Linked DNA regions of Pan troglodytes: all the other regions are linked to region 1. The links are chromatin contacts, called in public HiChIP or PLAC-seq maps. All regions are on one chromosome and are shown on one strand. Each heading gives the region's core, a stretch centred on a gene start, on an enhancer-like site or on the middle of the called end of the contact. The rest is flanking DNA. Distances are from core to core; before and after follow the strand shown.

Evidence for each region. HiChIP or PLAC-seq counts read pairs in DNA pulled down with a chosen protein or histone mark.
Region 2: an H3K4me3 HiChIP or PLAC-seq map of stem cell-derived excitatory neurons shows a contact between it and region 1, with 5 times the contacts expected there. The contact joins two enhancer-like sites. A contact is called at or near these places in 1 of 7 Hi-C or Micro-C datasets (induced pluripotent stem cells) and 1 of 1 datasets of contacts at active chromatin or transcription factors (stem cell-derived excitatory neurons).
Region 3: a contact with region 1 is called in an H3K4me3 HiChIP or PLAC-seq map of stem cell-derived excitatory neurons, with 7 times the contacts expected there. The contact joins the promoter of NQO2 here to the enhancer-like site in region 1. A contact is called at or near these places in 5 of 7 Hi-C or Micro-C datasets (blood, induced pluripotent stem cells, a lymphoblastoid cell line and 1 more), 1 of 1 datasets of contacts at active chromatin or transcription factors (stem cell-derived excitatory neurons) and 1 of 1 other capture datasets (stem cell-derived neural stem cells).

Annotation. Positions count from the first base shown.
Region 1 is chr5:8,799,454-8,803,095 of NHGRI_mPanTro3-v2.0_pri, reverse strand. No RefSeq gene overlaps it. Among named protein-coding and RNA genes, the nearest start is that of SERPINB1, 13 kb to the right of the region's middle. Within about 2 kb of position 1,540, at least 15 of the 24 cell types and tissues checked have an H3K27ac peak or open chromatin away from gene starts, as enhancers often do. A contact at or near this core is called in induced pluripotent stem cells, stem cell-derived excitatory neurons, stem cell-derived neural progenitor cells and 1 more, where this site is marked.
Region 2 is chr5:9,018,489-9,022,130 of NHGRI_mPanTro3-v2.0_pri, reverse strand. All of the region lies in intron 1 of RIPK1 (receptor interacting serine/threonine kinase 1), which reads right to left. Among named protein-coding and RNA genes, the nearest start is that of RIPK1, 4.9 kb to the right of the region's middle. Within about 2 kb of position 2,065, at least 23 of the 24 cell types and tissues checked have an H3K27ac peak or open chromatin away from gene starts, as enhancers often do. A contact at or near this core is called in induced pluripotent stem cells and stem cell-derived excitatory neurons, where this site is marked.
Region 3 is chr5:8,932,434-8,936,075 of NHGRI_mPanTro3-v2.0_pri, reverse strand. NQO2 (N-ribosyldihydronicotinamide:quinone dehydrogenase 2) reads right to left here and starts at 1,570. Exons shown (of 9, transcript XM_024357009.3): 1 at 1,486-1,570. It also overlaps the pseudogene LOC107975031.

The sequences.
Region 1 (3,642 bases), core at 291-2,790:
CTCTTTCCTGTCAACTGACAAGCAATACATGAATATGTGCAGGGTAGCTGATAATCTATGAAATTATCGGCTAGGCACAGTGGCTCACGCCTGTAATCTCAGCACTTTGGGAGGCCAAGGTGGGTGGATCACCTTAGGTCAGGAGTTCGAGACCAGCCTGGCCAACATGCTGAAACCCTGTCTCTACTAGAAATACAAAAATTAGCCAGGCATGGTGGCAGGCACCTGTAGTCCCAGATACTTGGGGAGGCTGAGGCAGGAGAATGGCTTGAACTCGGGAGGTGGAGCTTGCAGTGAGCCAAGATCATGCCACTGCACTCCAGCCTGGGCAACAGGGTGAGACTCCATCTCAAAAAAAAAAAAAAAGAAAAAGAAAAAAAAGAAATTACCACCAATTACTAACTAGTAACTAATAAGTTACTTGAAATGAACTTGATCCTTGTCTTAAACCAGTGGTGGGGTACAGGAAACTTGAAGATTCTTGAGCTGCAGCCCTGTTTTGATTTGTAGTTTTTGTTGCAATATACACCTCTCTACTAGGCACAGGTGACACATGGGAGCTTGTGTCGACATGTGGGAGCCCTGTACAGGGTCCAGACCTTGAGGTGCCAGGCAGCAGAGCCTGTGGCTGGGAATGGGGGTGCGTGGGGCTTATCTTGGGCCTCACATAGGGCCTCAAAGTTAAAATGTTGAAATTCTTTCCTAGTAATCTTACTATACTTAGAGTCACAGAGACAGATACACTGAAAAGATGGACAGAAATTACTTTAATGATAAAAGTTAAGCTCATGTTCCATGAAAGAAATGCCATAAGAATGTTTTCTAAATCCTATGCTTAACTTCGGAATAGCACAATTAGATTGCATTGCATTTTTGAAAGATCACTTGTTAAATACAAAATTTTAAAACATACCACAATATTTGGCACTTCATTTTCTTTATTAAACAAGGAGACTCAGAAAATCATAGTGGCCTGGGCCCATGTGAACCTCTGTGAAAGCCTCCCACAGGGAGAGAGGACTCGGATGCCATGGTCCTAGGTGGGAATGGGGGGAGCAGTGTAGGCCTCGGTGCGGACCCAATGCTGGGGCCCTAAGGCTCTCTCCTCTTTTCTTCCAGGTGGAAAACGAGCTTATATATGAAGAAGTCAGCGAGTGGACAAAGCCAGGCGCAATGGATAGCAAAGATGTGGAAGTCTCCTCGATTCAAGTTAGAAGAAAACCACAGCATGGAGTCTGCTCTCAGCTGTTGGGGAATTACTGATGCCTTTGACTAAGTCAAGACTGACTTTTCCAGAATATCACCCAAGAGATAAAGCCGTCCCTGTCCAAGTTTGTGCGCTAGCCCTTCATGGAGGTCAGAGAGGAAGAAACAAAGGCAGCTGTGGCCTCGGCGGTCACAGTGTCAGAACGCACAAGCCCCATAAAGAGGTTTCACGCAGGCCACCCATCCCTTTTCATTCTCCAGCAGAACAGGACAGAGAGCGTTCTGTTCTGCGGAAGGTCTTCCACTCTACAAGGCAATCCCTCCAGCTGCTTTGCTGTATTGTGCTGTCTCCTGTCACACTGAATGCAGTGACCTCAGCCAGCAGCAGGGAGAACCCCCCTGCCTCCCGAACAAAGGACCTCACGTGAAATCCTGAGCTCAGAGCTTACAGATATGTGTGTGCTTTCACTTTACATCGGCCGTGACTTTCAAACAACTTCAGGAAACTTTAGGATCTCTGAGGTACACTGGAGATTACAGCAGCGTAGAATGTTCTTTTGGATTTAGAACAGAAATGCTTATTTTATATTTGGCTGCTCCCAAACTGTCCCCAGACCTCCTCTCCAGTGGTTACCCTCCACTGTCCTGGATGTCCCACATTCACACTCACACCTCCACCCTAACAAAGTCCTCCACTGGGTCAAACCATACATCGCTTCGTCTCTGTAGTGACGACTTCCTGTCCTCTGCTCTGTGGATAAAGACCCCAGATAAAGATGCCTGTGTTGCTCAACTCTTGTAAATACTCTTGAGACATTCTGAAAGCAGAAGAAAAGGAGACAGACGATGTGGGAAAATAAAAGGGATGGTCTGCTTGTGCGGAAACGTTTTGAGAATGCCCTTCCCTAAGAGAGAACAGTAAAAGTGAACAATACTTCCTGAGCTGCGGGTTCATATGGCTGGACTGTGCTGTTTCTCACGGGAGAAGTTCTCGTCTCCCCTGCATGTACATCCCTGTTTGCCAGCCTGGCCTTCGGTGTGGTGATATCATGGTGCATTCCCAGGAGGGAAGTGCTTGGTCAAGACTTCTGCTTGGGTTCGACTATCAGTTCTGGTTTCCTTTAAGGCACAGGATCTTCCCTTTAAGGCACAAACACCCCCTTGACACAAAGTAAGGGACAAGGGAACTTTAAACTATTTGGAAACCCAAGCACAATAGGCTGTAGGTTGTAAAAAGAAATTACAAAGGTAATTTCATCCGGAAGAGGGAGCAGTTTAACTTCTGCAGGGTAAGATTCAGATTCACTTTTGTAACTGAACAGGGAATTTTCTAAATATTTTGAAAATGCCGAAACATTTCCTGTTGGCATTTCACAGAAACGTTCAAAGTTCCCTAATGATAGTTTCCGCTGTGCTCACTCCGGAGGCTGCTAAGCAGCCTCAGTAATTAGCTCGATGGAGGAAACGAAACTGGGGGGGGACTCAGTTCCCACGATAGGGAAACCAGGCAAGAAATATCGTCTCCTCCAGTTGCGCCGAGACAGTAGTTCTTACCTGGTTTCTCTATCATGGAGTCTTGGTTGGACTCTGCTATGCGTCTCTTGATGAAATGTGATACTAGCAATTGAACAATTACGAAAATGGATGGCGGTGGGTGGAGCGGTTTGTCACTACTGGAGTTGCGGAGGCTCAGTGGGGGAACCTGAGAAACACTGCGTCCCCCAGGTCATCACCGCGTCAGCACTGATGAGTCATGTTGATGGCATGGACCCTGAATATGACACAGTGAGATGGCACTTTACCTCTGTGGCCTTTCCCAGAAAAAACCATAACCCCAGTCTAACCATGAGAAAAATATAAGACAATGGTGCAGGCAGGGCATTTCAGGAGAGGGTCAGGGAAAGGGGAGGGGGTCCCAGGTGAGGGTCAGGGGAGGGGACTTCAGGAGAGGGACAGGGAGAGGGGAGGGGGCTCCAGGAGAGGGTCAGGGAAAGGGGAGGGGGTCCCAGGTGAGGGTCAGGGAAAGGGGAGGGGGTCCCAGGAGAGGGTCAGGGGAGGGGACTTCAGGAGAGGGACAGGGAGAGGGGAGGGGGCTCCAGGAGAGGGTCAGGGAAAGGGGAGGGGGTCCCAGGAGAGGGTCAGGGAAAGGGGAGGGGGTCCCAGGTGAGGGTCAGGGGAGGGGACTTCAGGAGAGGGACAGGGAGAGGGGAGGGGGCTCCAGGAGAGGGTCAGGGAAAGGGGAGGGGGTCCCAGGAGAGGGTCAGGGAAAGGGGAGGGGGTCCCAGGAGAGGGTCAGGGGAGGGTCAGGGGAGGGGACTTCAGGAGAGGGACAGGGAGAGAGGAGGGGGCTCCAGGAGAGGGTCAGGGAAAGGGGAGGGGACTTCAGGTGAGGGTCAGGGAAAGGCGAGGGGACTCCAGGAGAGGGTCAGGGAAAGG
Region 2 (3,642 bases), core at 816-3,315, 220 kb before region 1:
TGGGAGGCTGAGGCAGGAGAACTGCTTGAACCCGGGAGGCGAAGGTTACATTAAGCCGCGATCGCGCCACTGCACTCCAGCCTGGGCGACAGAGCAAGACTCTGTCTCAAAAATAAAAATACACGGCTCATGTATTTTTGAAATATATGGTTCAAAATCAATGTTCTACAGATTAATACAGTCAACCTTTTTTTTGCCAGAATGTAATATCCAACTAAAGCATGGGAAATTAAATATTTTCTTCAAATTCCCAGATCATATGGGTGTTAACACGTTATAGATTAATAAGCACCAAAAAGTAAGCTGCCCAGTTTGAAAGAGGCTGTTTAAGAACTTTTCTTAATACTCATTAATATTCACAATCCAGAAAGTACAACATATCTCTGGGGCTCGGTATAGTTCAGACAGAGGAAAATGAGTATTAAAAGTTATCATTTTTGCTATTTTATCAGTAATAATGATACACTCCAAATTTCATTTTAAACAAGCCTAGTCTTCACTTTTTGTGAATAGAAGAGCTGCAGTATTCCCCATTTCTTTCTTTCTTTATTTTTTTGATACAGAGTCTCCCTCTGTCGCCCAGGATAGAGTGTAAGTGGCAATCTCGGCTCACTGCAACTACCGCCTCCTGGGTTCAAGCCATTCTCCTGCCTCAGCCTCCCGCGTAGCTGGGATTACAGGGACCCGCCATCACACCTGGCTAATTTTTGTATTTTTAGTAGAGACGGGGTTTTGCCATGTTGGCCAGGCTGGTCTCGAACTCCTGACCTCAGGTGATCCTCCCACCTCGGCCTCCGAAGTGCTCGGATTACAGGAGTGAGCCACCGTGCCCGACCCAGTATTCCACATTTCTAACAAGACAATTTCCTCTTGACTCAGTCCATCTTCCTAGCAGTCACAGAATGCAGATGAGTACTAAGACACTGCACATTTCAAAGTTCACTTCCTGCCTTGGATTCTTCAAGTGTAAGTCAGGGAAGAATTAATCATTGGAACAGCCTCCTGCTTTGCCCAAAATAAAAAAGAGCTCTGATTAAGGGAGAGCCAAATGGTCAGCAAGAGAGAAAGAACTAACCCCAGACCTCCCCCTGCCCCCTCAACCCCCGCATCCCTGTGAGGCTTTGTCAAATGCTTAGGGAAGGAGGATGCAGCCTATCCTCTTCCCAACCCTCAAGAGGGTCCGCAGCACTTCACAAAAGCACCTGCCAGTGACAGAAGCCTGCTAGGGTTACCACATTCGTCCCCTCAGTCGTCTAAGATCACGCAGAAATGCTTTTGTTTTTGGAACCTGCTGCGGCCTCAAGCGCAACAGTAAAAGGCCCTTTCAAAGGGCTGGTAAGGGAAGAGCCCAAACTGTTTTTTCTTAATGATAGGGCAGTAGGAACCCACGTTCTCCACCAAAACAACAACATTAATGGCGTGTGGGACTGCCTATTCCACCCTCACGCGGTAACCGCGGCCCAAAGGCAGGTCTCCGCCCGCTACCAGTCCAGCGCCCCGACCTCTGGCACAGAGGCGGCCAGCGGACTCCGGATAAGCAGAGACACCTAGCGGAGCACCCCTGACTTCCGGGAGCGCCCGCGGCCCCGCCCACCGCCCGACTTCCGGTACCGGCGGGGCCCGCCCGCCCGCCCGCCGCGCGCACCCCGGGCAGAGTCCCTCTCCTTCCGGGAAGCCCGCGGCCGCCCCGGCCTCCACGCAAGCACCCGAGCGTTACTTTCGTTTCCGCGGCAAACGTCTGGAGGCCCGGGTGAGGGAAGAAGCGGCGGCGGAGGGTTGGGGATTACTCCGACGCCGCGGCAGCCTTGCCCGGGCGTGCTGGGGGAGGGCGCGCGAACCCCGACCGGGGGTCACCGGGACTGAGCCCGGCGGCCTCCGGAATGTTCCCCGCGCGGTGCCAGTCCACTCACCGCGCCCTTCTCCGTGGCCGCGCCGTCCAGCCAAGTCCTGCCGCGCTCCGTCGTCCCCGCCCGGATGGCCGCGCTCTGGCGCCCCAGCTGTGGGTCCTCTGGAGTCGCCGCGCTCCGGCAGCTGGCCCGCCGTCCGCGTCGAGCGCGCCCGGCTGGAGGGCGTGGACTGTTCGCGCTGCCTCCTCCCCCTGCCCCGGCCCTTGCCGGGGAGGAGGACCGCGAGAGCGCCGCCCCGCCGCTCGTGGGACCTCGCGCCCAGGGTCTGAGTCCCGGAGCTCTCTTGCGGGCTAGAGGATCGCGGACTTTGTTTTCAAGCGAGTGGGGCGGCCTACGTAAAAGAGGAAACCGAAACCTCCGCGCGCACGAGAGGGAGAAGGGTCTGGAGGGAAGCACTGGGTGGATTACAGCGGGGGCGCTATCCGGAGGATTCAGAGCTCTGCGGGTTAGCATAGGCAAGTTAGCATTCCTCTACCTTCATCTGTAAAGTGGGGCTGTCGAGGAGGAAATGTGATTATTTTGCAGCCCTTTAAAATGGTAATTGTGAAGTCTCGAGCAAAGTTGGAACTGCATGCTATTCATGTTATATTAAAAATCAAATAATAAAATTATATGCACATCAGGCCGGGCGCGGTTGTTCACGCCTGTAATCCCAGCACTTTGGGAAGCCAAGGCGGGCGGATCACTTGAGGTCAGCAGTTCGAGACCAACCTGGCCAACATGGTGAAACCCCATCTCTACTAAAAAATACAAAAATCAATTGGGCGTGGTGGCGGGCACCAGCAATCCCAGCTACTCGGGAGGCTGAGGCAGGAGAATCCCTTGAACCTGGGAGGTGGAGATTGTAGTGATCCGAGATTGCACCACTGCACTTCAGCCTGGGTGACAAGAGCAAGATTCCGTCTCAAAAGGAAAAAAAAAAAGCACAACAGGATTACATACTGTGAAAAGATATGTATGTCAAGAGAACGAGCCACGTTCACAACACGAGCCACAGACTGGGAGAAAATATTTGCAAAAGACATATCTGATAAAGCACTGTGACCCAAAATATACCAAAAAAAACCCTCTTAAAATGCAACAATATGAAAATGTGCAACTTGATTAAAAGTGGGCAAAAGCTCTGAACAGTCACCTCACCATGGATGTATATGCATATGAAAAGATGCTCAATATCATGTCATTAAAGAATTGCAATTTAAAAAAACTGAAATACTATTACACATTTATTAGAATGGCTAAAATTCAGAACACTGACAACAACAAATGTTGATGAAGATCTGGAGCACAAGGAACTCCCATACATTCCTAGTGGGAATGCCTAATGTTAGAGTCTGGAAGACATTTTGGCAATTTCTTAACCAAGCTCTTCTTACCATAAGATGAAGCAACTCCACAGCTTGGTATTTACCCAAACGAGTTGAAAGCTTGTGCCCATACGAACACCTGTACAAGAATGTCTATAGCAGCTTTATTCATAATTGCCAAAACTTGAGGGCATCCAAGATATCATTTAATGGGTGGACAGATAAGCTGTGGTACATCTATACAATGGAATATTAAGTGCTAAAAGGAAATGAGCTCTGAAGCCACACACACACACACACAAAAAATCCTTGAGCAATCCTAAATGTATAAATCTAAGTGAAAGAAGCCAATCTGAGAAGACTACATAATGCATGATTCCAACTATGTGACATTCTGGAAAAGGAAAAACTACGGAGATAGTAAAAAA
Region 3 (3,642 bases), core at 321-2,820, 130 kb before region 1:
AGCACATTTCATTCTTTGCTTTCTATAATACTGGATTGCTTGAGTTTGTGACAAGGACACCCGTTAACATTTGCAACATTTTTAAACTAAATTGTATGTATTATAGAACAGTCCTCTGCGCTGAGCTTGGACTTAAAGTGGAAAGGCTTACATTTGCAGAATTAAAAACAGCATCGAAACATTCTGTGGCAAGAAGTCCTGCGAGCCTTCTCGCCCCAGCCCGGTTTCCCGCGGGCCCCAGCCTCATCCCCTAAGGCCCCACCCTGAGAGCCCCCAGGCCCCAGCCGCGTCCTCCTGGACCCCTCCCAGGCGTGGCGAGCCGGGTCGCGGGAGCGCTCCGCCACCAGGGGGCAGTGCGGCGCCGACCGTGGGCTGCTGGCTCGGGCGAGGGCACCCAGGCGCCCTCCGCTGCAGCGGGCTGGGCGCAGAGGGGCGGGCTCTTGCCAGGCAGCAGGCGCTCCGGGCGCAGCTGGGAGGAAGGAACGCCCCCGGGAGTGGGCGGCGGCCGAGGGACCCTGGAACCGTCCTCCCCGGCGGAGGCCCCCGCAGCTCCCGCAGCCCCCCTCATCCCGGACGGGCCGGGGATTGGGACTGGCCTGGGGTCTCCTACTCTCCTACTCCGCGCAGGAAGTAGCCCCTTGGCAGGACCGGCGGTGCCCGCTGCTTTCAGGAGCCCCGAGCCGCTTTTGTCTGGGTGCAGCTCAGCTCACATCCCCGATGCAAGTCTTTCCCGGCTCGTCTCCCCCTTCTTCCCGGAGTCCATGCCTTGCTGTCGGTGACTCATCCCACACTGTGCCCTGCGACTCACCCTGTCGCTTTCTCTGTTCATCGGGGAGCGCGGCGCCATCTCCCTCGAGCCCCGCCTCCCCTACAGTGCTCCGTGCTGAGGTCGCACGTTCTCTCCTCCCTCCAGCTCCCTGGCTCTTGGCCCTTCCCAGGCCACCAGGCGACAGCAGCCTCCGCCTTCATTTCCTTGGTCATTTCAGGCGCATGCTTGGAGGATTTCAGCATCTGACTCAGCTTCCCCGCCATGCATCCCTCCACCAGCATCCAGTCACACCTCTGCAGCCTTCAGTGTCCTGGAAAGGACTGACCAATCTGACCCATTAGAACCTACCCAGACCAATTTGAAGGCCACTGCCGCTCAACCGTGGCCACCCACTCCTGCCCCACCTGGAGCCCCAAACTGCTCAGTTCCTTCTCTAAAACTCTCCCCTCTTTTGTTTGTTGTGAATAACTGTCTTCCCTGGTTCTTTCCACACCTCTCTGGCCTCTCCTTGTCTTTTTCTAGTTCTTTTTTTCTCTATTCTCCCTTATGCACTGGCCTTGCTGGAGGTCCCTGCTCTCCCTGCAAAACCTCACCACACCCTTGACTTCAGCTATATCCATTTCACCTCACGTTGACATCTGGTGCCTAGACCTCTCTCCCGAGCCTTCCACACCATGCCAAAAATGAAATTCATTTTCTCCTCTAAATTTGCTCACCTTTTTGTTTTCCCAATCTTATTTATTGTCACAGCCATTCCCCTGCTGGTCCAAGTCAGTAGTCTGAGAGTCATGCTAGACTCCTCCTTCCTTATCTACCCATCCACCAATCCCCAAGCCCTGTCTATCCTCCTTTTTTTTTTTTTCCAGTCAGAGTCTTGCTGTGTTGCCCAGGCTAGAGTGCAATGGCACGATCTCGGCTCACTGCAATCTTTGCCTCCCGGGTTCAAGTGATTCTCCTGCCTCAGCCTCCTGAGTAGCTGGGATTACAGGCGCATGTCACCACGCCCAGCTAATTTTTGTATTTTTAGCAGAGATGAGGTTTTGCCATGTTGGCCAGGCTGGTCTTGAACTGCTGACCTCGTGATCCGCCTGCCTCTGCCTCCCAAAGTGCTGGGATTACTGGCATGAGCCACTGTGCCTGGTCGTCTATCCTCCTTTTTAAACAGCTCTGCCATGTGTGCCTGTCTCCCCTGACAGCTCACCCTCATGCTATTTGTCCACATTGCTGCAGAGTAGTCTTTTGCATACACCAGGAGTTCCCAACCCCCGGGCCACAGACCTGACTGGTCTGTAGCCTGTTAGGAACCAGGACACAGAGCAAGAGGTGAGCCACCAGTGAGTGAGCTAGTGAAGCTTTATCTGTATGTGCAGCTGCTCCCCATTGCTTGCATTACCACCAGAGCTCTGCCTCCTATCAGATCAGGCAGCATTAGATTCTTATAGGAGCACAAACCCTACTGTGAACTGCACACATAAGGGATCTAGGATGTGCGCTCCTTATGAGAATCTAATGCCTGATAATCTGCCGTTGTCTTCATCACCCCCAGATGGGGCCAGATAGTTGCAGGAAAACCAGCTCAGGGCTCCCACTGAAAATAAAGTGCACAAGAAGTGTCATATGCTTGAATCATCCCGAAACCATCCTCTGCTGTCCAAGGAAAAATAGTTTTCCACAAAACCCCTCCCTGGTGCCAAAAAGGTTGGGATGGTTGCCATACATAACTCTGATGATGAGACCACGAAGCTCAGAATCCTCCAGAGGCTCTCCACTGCCTGTAAGATGAAATAAAACTTATGGGTGTGACTTATCCATAAGGGCCCAGTCTAAACTGCCTCATATTTAATTATATAGTAAGCTATTTGTTTCCTCAAACGTATATATTTTGGCCCATTTCCCAGTCTCCTAGGTTGGAATATGCTCTGTGTGTCACCTGGCCAGCTCACGCTCTTTCTCATTCTCAGCTCAAGTGTTAGGGACTCTATGACACCTTTCTTGATTCTCCCAGTCAGACATATTGTTGCTACTTTTTCTGAACACTTATCCTTTTATCCTTAGCACCACTAAAGCACATATCACATCAGATTTCACTTGTTTGCACATCTGTCTGGCATCTTGAGCCCAGGGACCGTGTCGCCTGTCTTCATGTCCCCAGGCCCTAGTGTAGCTCCCAGCCTATAGTGAGTGCAGAATAAAAGTCTGTAGAATGAGGCCAGGCGCGGTGGCTCATGCCTGTAATCCCAGCACTTTGTGAGGCCAAGGTGGGCAGATCACGAGGTCAGGAGTTTGAGACCAGCCTGACCAACATGGTGAAACCTCGTCTCTACTAAAAATACAAAAAATAGCCGGGTGTGGTGGCACGCGCCTGTAATCCCAGCTACTCAGGAGGCTGAGGCAGGAGAATCGCTCAAACCTAGGAGGTGGAAGTTGCAGTAAGCTGAGATCGCGCCGCTGCACTCCAGCCTGTGCAACAGAGTGAGACTCCGTCTCAAAAAAAAAAAAAAAAGTTTGTAGAATGAATGAAACAATTAGTTACACCACAGTTAGTGAGTCATCGATACTTCATCAAGGCTGGGTATTTCTTATAATAAAGTTATTAAAGCTGATAAGCAAAGATCAAGTTACCCAAAGAACAGCACTGCCGGTGATCTAAAGGTCTTTGCCCTCAGGTTGCTTAGGTAACGGAAAGGATAAGAACTCCCCACTGTTCTTGGGCGGATCTTACATTGCTTTTGGAAGAGGCAATAGACTTGGGAAAGAAAGGAGTGTGTGTATTGAGGTATTGAGGGAATGGTTAGGTGGGAGGAGTCACAGAGGAAGGCTGCAGTCGCCCCTCAATCGACCCTGGCTGCTTTGTCCTTGAGGCTCAGTGAACA